Regions from separate parts of the Zea mays genome. Here region 1 is linked to region 2. Evidence: chromatin contacts called from public Hi-C data. All regions are on one chromosome and are shown on one strand. Each heading gives the region's core, a stretch centred on a gene start, on an enhancer-like site or on the middle of the called end of the contact. The rest is flanking DNA. Distances are from core to core; before and after follow the strand shown. Region 1 holds the start of LOC103640538 (TNF receptor-associated factor homolog 1a). Region 2 holds the start of LOC100275459.

What was found. Hi-C and Micro-C count contacts between places; a contact is called where the count stands out from the background.
Region 1: a contact with region 2 is called in a Hi-C map of tassel, with 4 times the contacts expected there. The contact joins the promoter of LOC103640538 here to the promoter of LOC100275459 in region 2. A contact is called at or near these places in 3 of 25 Hi-C or Micro-C datasets (ear, leaf and tassel).

The regions. Positions count from the first base shown.
Region 1 is chr1:171,247,630-171,250,725 of Zm-B73-REFERENCE-NAM-5.0, reverse strand. It overlaps LOC103640538 (TNF receptor-associated factor homolog 1a), which reads right to left and starts at 1,710. Exons shown (of 10, transcript XM_008663508.3): 1 at 1,440-1,710.
Region 2 is chr1:170,951,651-170,954,661 of Zm-B73-REFERENCE-NAM-5.0, reverse strand. LOC100275459 reads right to left here and starts at 1,280. Exons shown (of 4, transcript NM_001149526.1): 1 at 1,000-1,280; 2 at 263-629; 3 at 25-179. The coding sequence starts at 1,095.

The DNA.
Region 1 (3,096 bases), core at 461-2,960, 300 kb before region 2:
GACAGTGCACATAATCGCTAGCTGGCACTCTGTTAGAATTCATGCTGCACGAATCTTAGTCCCTAGTGGCTGCAAAACATGGATGGTACCAGGTAGGCATTTGCAGAGAACAGAAGAAACATACACATTCCAGTGCGCAACTAGCTAACATCCAGAACAGAGAACTATGTTCACATGGTATATCAGGAATCCTTCTATATCAATACAAATTCGGCAGATATCCTGCCGACTGTTTCCCGGGTTGGGGGGACATGGTATATATCAGGAATAATGTCTGAATCTTAGTAACACCATCCCTTCCGTAAAACCTCTGATTCCCAGTTAAAGTAACAAGCTAATCCCAAAGCAGAAGTCCAGCGTCGGAAGAACTGTACGCCTCCGCAGGACCAAAACCAAACCGCTGGATTATTTTCTTACGCAAAGGAAATAAAACGCAGATTCCAAGTTCCAACCGAAACAATCAGTGGCGGAGCCAGCCCGCAATTGAAGCCTCCTGGGCACCGTTATAAACTTCTAAAGTTCACTTGAAGTCTCAAATCAACTACATGCTAATAATTTCAATCATAAATTCATTAATACTTCAACTATCATTCAATCAGGAATTCAATATATTCAGTTCTTGTGATTAGACATTTGTTTGTGGAAAAATCTCAAAATTTCATAGATTCTGTGAGATATAACATCGGCATACCAGTTCTGTCACATTATTATAATATAGGTTCGTGCATACCTTGTTTCTTTTTTTTTTGTTACCTGACCTTATTAAAAAAAAGAACGTAGGGACTAATCCATGGTAATGGTACTTAACCAGATTAATAGATTTTTCACAAATTACAACCTACAAGAGTTACAGAGTTTACATGGTAGCTACAAGCCTAGGAGGCTACGGAAGCTGTAGGTGAGAGAGCTGACTAACAGATACAAGCTGGCCGTAGAGACGGAGCCAAGGCCTGGCCTGAGCAGTGCCGGTGTGGGTGCCTGGGGCCTGGGCGGTGCCGCTCGGCCGCGGAGGCGTGGGCGTGGTTGGTGCCCGTGCCCGGGAAGCGCCGGCGGAGGGCGGTGGCCGGGCGCGCTGCGCGCTGCAAACGAAGGCGTGGAGCCGTGGAAGGTGGAAGGGCTGGGGCACCGGGCTCCCAGCACGGACGCACGATGGGCTCCTGGCGGCCGGCGCAGCGGCTCTCATCTCGCAAATGAGGCGCACGCCTAGTTTCTGTTCGAGGAATTGGGGTTCGCCGATGCTGCGCTCGCCTGAGACCCGACCTGCTCGGCCGCGCGGAGCCCGTCCACGGAACGAACGAACGAACAACCTCAGTCTAGAACCGGACTCGACTGATGAGTAATGACTAACCCGGTCCAACCCAATCCACTCGAATCCAGGCGCAAAACGGTAGTGTTGTCGTCGCTAGGGAGACGAAGAAGAACCGCGGCGCAATGCTCACCTGCCTCCTGGAATTCCCCCGATCCTGGACGGATACAGCAGCAACCGACCGGGGCTGCCTCCGCGTGCGTCGTCCCACTCCTCCACGCCCCACGGAGGTCCAGAGCTCCCTCCTCCCTCTCGCACGACGGCGGTGGAGGGGGCGGCGGCGTACGAGTGAGGTCTAGTTGAGGCGTACAAATCGGATCGTAGCCGCCTAAAAGCCTACCTCGTCCTCTCGTGGGAGCTGTTGAGGTTTATTTATAGGAGGGGTATAAGGGAGCAGCATGCCAACATCAGCCAACAGGCGTTGTCTCTATCTATTTGGCAGTACCCGCATTTGGTTTTTTTAATATATAATACTACCTGTTCTCAAATATTTTTCGACCACTAGTTAGTAACAAAGAAAAAACAGAAAGAGGAATATATGCATCGCGTTTAACGAAGAATAGCCGATAGCCACATCATCTTATAATATATAAATTTAAATCTCTGTACCCATCGTGCCTCCAGTAAAGAGGCAGTGAACAAACGATTTATTTGTATGTTTCTCGTGTCTCCAACAAAATCTAAATTGTTAGAAAATTAGTTATTATTGGTTTTAATTTAATCTAGAAAAAATAGCGTGATATATGTAATAATATCTATGTGCATGTGTGTATCACTACTCATATAAGTAATAAATAGAAATAAAATATGCACAAGAATTGAAAACAGAAAGTATCCTGCTGAGGACAAACCCGTGCAAGTGTACCTCTGCGAACGGTAATCTCGAAGGCATGCTCTCCCACTCTCTCTGTGCTCGCAGAAGGTGAGACGGAGATGTGTTGTTTACAGCGTCTGAGAGATGTGCGTCTGACCGAAAGAGCGTCGTCTTCCTCTATTCTTATACGCAGTCAGAGGAAGGGGAAAAGGGCAACAGATAGTGTTGGGGACTTGTTCTCAAATGCTTCGAATTAAGAACAAGGCAACACAGAAAATGTTAAATAATAATGTCCTTCGTTCGCTGAAGCATTATATCCCCATGGATTTAATGAACTTCGAACGAAGGCCACGGACAAGATACCACGAAGGTTATACCTTCGTGATTAAACATGCATTAACGTGAAATAAAATATAAAATACTAGAGATTATAGGAAATACAAACTACATTATTTATATATTTCATAATATAAATTTAAATGTCGAAACATAATATTTAGGTACATTTATACCTTTGTCTCTGACAGAAAGTGATTCTAGTGTAATGCGTTAGCGATTACAGGATAACGTGAACAGTGTCGGGGTACTGTTCACCTATTTATAGGCACAGGGTGCAACCTACATAAAATTACATTTAAGTCCTTTACAATTGACTACAATAATGACACAAAACATCATGGGTCTTTAAGTCAATCCATCTTTAAGTCGGTTCGGCCCTTCGTCTTGAGATCTATCATTGTGCCGAAGCTCTCTAAGTAATAGCTTCGGCGCTTGCTCCTGAGAGGGTCTGCCGAAGGTGTTCTCTTTCTTTTGGATCTTCGGCTACGAAGCATACCCCCAACAGTAGCCATTCGCGGTGCTAGATCGTTTTTCGTAACGAGCTTGATCCGTGAAAAAGTCTTCTAGGCTTCGGGATGCCGAAGATCCGAAAAACACCTTCCCTGAGCTCGTTGGCGAGAAACGATTAAAATAATCT
Region 2 (3,011 bases), core at 31-2,530:
CACAGGTATTCTACAGAAACTTACCGGGTATCTAGCATGGAGAGGCATCTCTATTACAAGGTTACAGTTGATTGAAATGATTCGCCTGAGATCAAAATGGATCTCAACAGATGACCCATTGGATAGAGCTGTGGGCAGTTCAAGGTTGGCGTCTCCAAAAACAGCAACATCAACGAAAACTGCAAGATTTTTTCAACCAAAAAGATTAGCATAATACAGATAACAATGCAGTTCTACAGTCTATCTCAGATTCAGATTTCACCTTTGCGCTCAACAAAATGCTGTAGCTCAAATGGGTCGGCAAACACTCCATCAGGAAGTTTTTCAAATATCACCAGATGGGCATCGTAGTGATCAAGGAAATTAACCATAGCACCTTCATGGGCACCAAAATCCACAGAATAGACTAAACGGCGGTGAGAACCTTTACCAACCAGTTGCCGGCGTAGTTTTGAAAGCATAGGAACTTCGACATCATCAGCAAGTCCTTTGCACAATTCACCAGAATCAGACATTTCCACTATGTCACGACGCTGAGCAAGCTGGCCCGTCAAGGTGTCCAGATGTGCACCACCAATGTACGTTCTAGAGCAGGGCATGCATTTGACGGGTGTGCGGCTTCCGCCTTCCTGCGCAATGCCATAATTAAAACTTACCCGCATAAACATCAACCATATCTGAACGGAAATATTATCAGAAGCAGGGTGCCTCCCAAAACGAGATACAGCTAATTACCCTGGCCACCCAACTCAAACAATTACACATACATTTAAGTCGAACTTGGGATAGATCGACACTTACAGCTTACAGGTACGGTAAAATTCAGCATGAGCTAAAAACGAACGCTTTCCGTAGCCCTTTCCAGACACTATACATGAACGCGCATCACGGCCCCGGCTCTAGCAAATCCGAATCAACGAAAGATCATAATTTCCGCACAAAAACTGCGCACGAGTAAAATTGGCGTGAACCAGGAGCGCCCATCCACCCCTTACGTACCTGCTCACCCGACGATGAGGCGGCGACCACCGCGCCGGAGATCCAAGCGGCGGCGAGCGCCAAGGCGAGCAAGCACCGCCCGCCCCCCGCAGCCATCTGTCACAGTGGCGGAGCCAACAAGAAAACGAAGCCTGGGATAGCGGGCGGCTGCCGGCTCGCTGGGTGGCGGCGGGCGCGTCTGGCGGCGAGGAGGTGAAGGCGAGCCGTCGCGTCGCGTGGAGGTGGAAGCGGGCGACGGGACGTGCGGAGCTGGAGGCGAGGGCGAGGTGCCAAGGTGTGTGGAGGCGGAGCTCAGGATGCGGACCCGTCGGGTTATTTGGGCTGGGCCGCCGAAGCCCGGCCAGGCCGGGCCTCAGCTCTGCCTCTGCTCTGTCAGGAGGGGGAGGCGGCGGAAGGATCTTGTGGTAGATAGAAGAGAGAAGTAGGTTGTCAGGTTGTGTGCAGCAGGGACGCCGGACGCACCTCGCCGGCGTCCGGGAGGCGGAGGCGTGGAGCGTCCACGCTCGGGGACGCGGATCTCGTCATGGCAGACGGCGGAGGGCCAGCCTAGTCGACGGCGATGCCGGGGCCTAACCTGAGCCGAGCTTATCCGTCTTCATCAATTGGGCCTTCCGGCTGAGCCAACTTTACCACGCTTGGGCCTTCCGGCGTTGCACGTGATTTGATTGATATAAGGCTGATTCCAACACCACTACGGCCACATAACCGATCTCAGTCCTTAACTATCACAACACTCCATAATATAGTCTTTATTACCAATCTATTATCACCTCAAATCATTACATTACTTATAGACTTTTAGTTAATATGAAACACAAATACATCTGATTAAATAATTAAATGAGTAATTTTATTCGTTTAATTATGTAATCAGATGTATTTGTATTTTAATAAAATTACATAATTGCTAACAATAATTAAAAATTGCATAACTCAAATATAATAATAAAACATACTTTTAAATAAAATTGCATAGCTTAAATATAAAAAATTAAAATAGTTTATAAATAAAACCTAATATATATATATATATATTATTTTAGGATTTTTAAAAAAATAGACTTGAATAGTTAAAAAACAACTAGCTGATATGGCACACGCGTGACCAATCAACACACTACGTCACTAAAATCAGTCATTATCGGACTGGCTGGTCAGTAGAGCCACTGACAGGTGTTGGAACCAACGTGGTCAATACCAACCAAAGATCAACAATCGATATCGTCTCACATTGTATCCAGTCTAAAGCTACACGCACTCCCTACTCTAAATGATTTCCTCATCAATACCTCATTTCTCTCAAAACCGTTCTCTATATCTCAGCATTTATACGTCAAAGTCTATATTATGATATTCTCTCTCTCTCTCTATATATATATATATATAGTCCGTGCTAATGCTACGATCCCACGTAGGGGAAGAGAGGTGGACGGCGGAGGCGCGAGTGAGGGGGAAAGGACGTCGGTGACACGGGGGAGGGGTGGCGGGGTCGTAGGAGAGGGAGAGTGAAAGGGAATTAGGCTTTCACCTAGTCCCTAATTAGTTTTGGTGGTTGAATTGCCCAACACAAATAATTGGACTAACTAGTTTGCTCTAGTGTACAAGTTATACAGGTGCTAAAGGTTCACACTTAGCCAATAAAAAAACAAAATATTGGGTTCAACCAAAGAGCAAAGGGACAACCGAAGGCACCTCTGGTCTGGCGCACCGGACTGTCCGGTGTGCCACCGGACATGTCCGGTGCACCAGAGGACTCCGACTTCAAACTCGTCACCTTCGGGAAATTCCAGAGGCGACTCCGCTATAATTCACCGGACTGTCCGGTGTACACCGGACATGTCCGGTGCTCCAAGGAAGAGCGGCCTCCGGAACTCGCCTGCCTCGGAATTTCACTTCGCTGCTCCGCTATAATTCACCGGACTGTTCGGTGTAACAGCGGGGCAACGGCTATTTCGGCGCCAACGGCTACCTGCGGCGCATTAAATGCGCGCGCTGCGCGCGCAGAGGTCAGG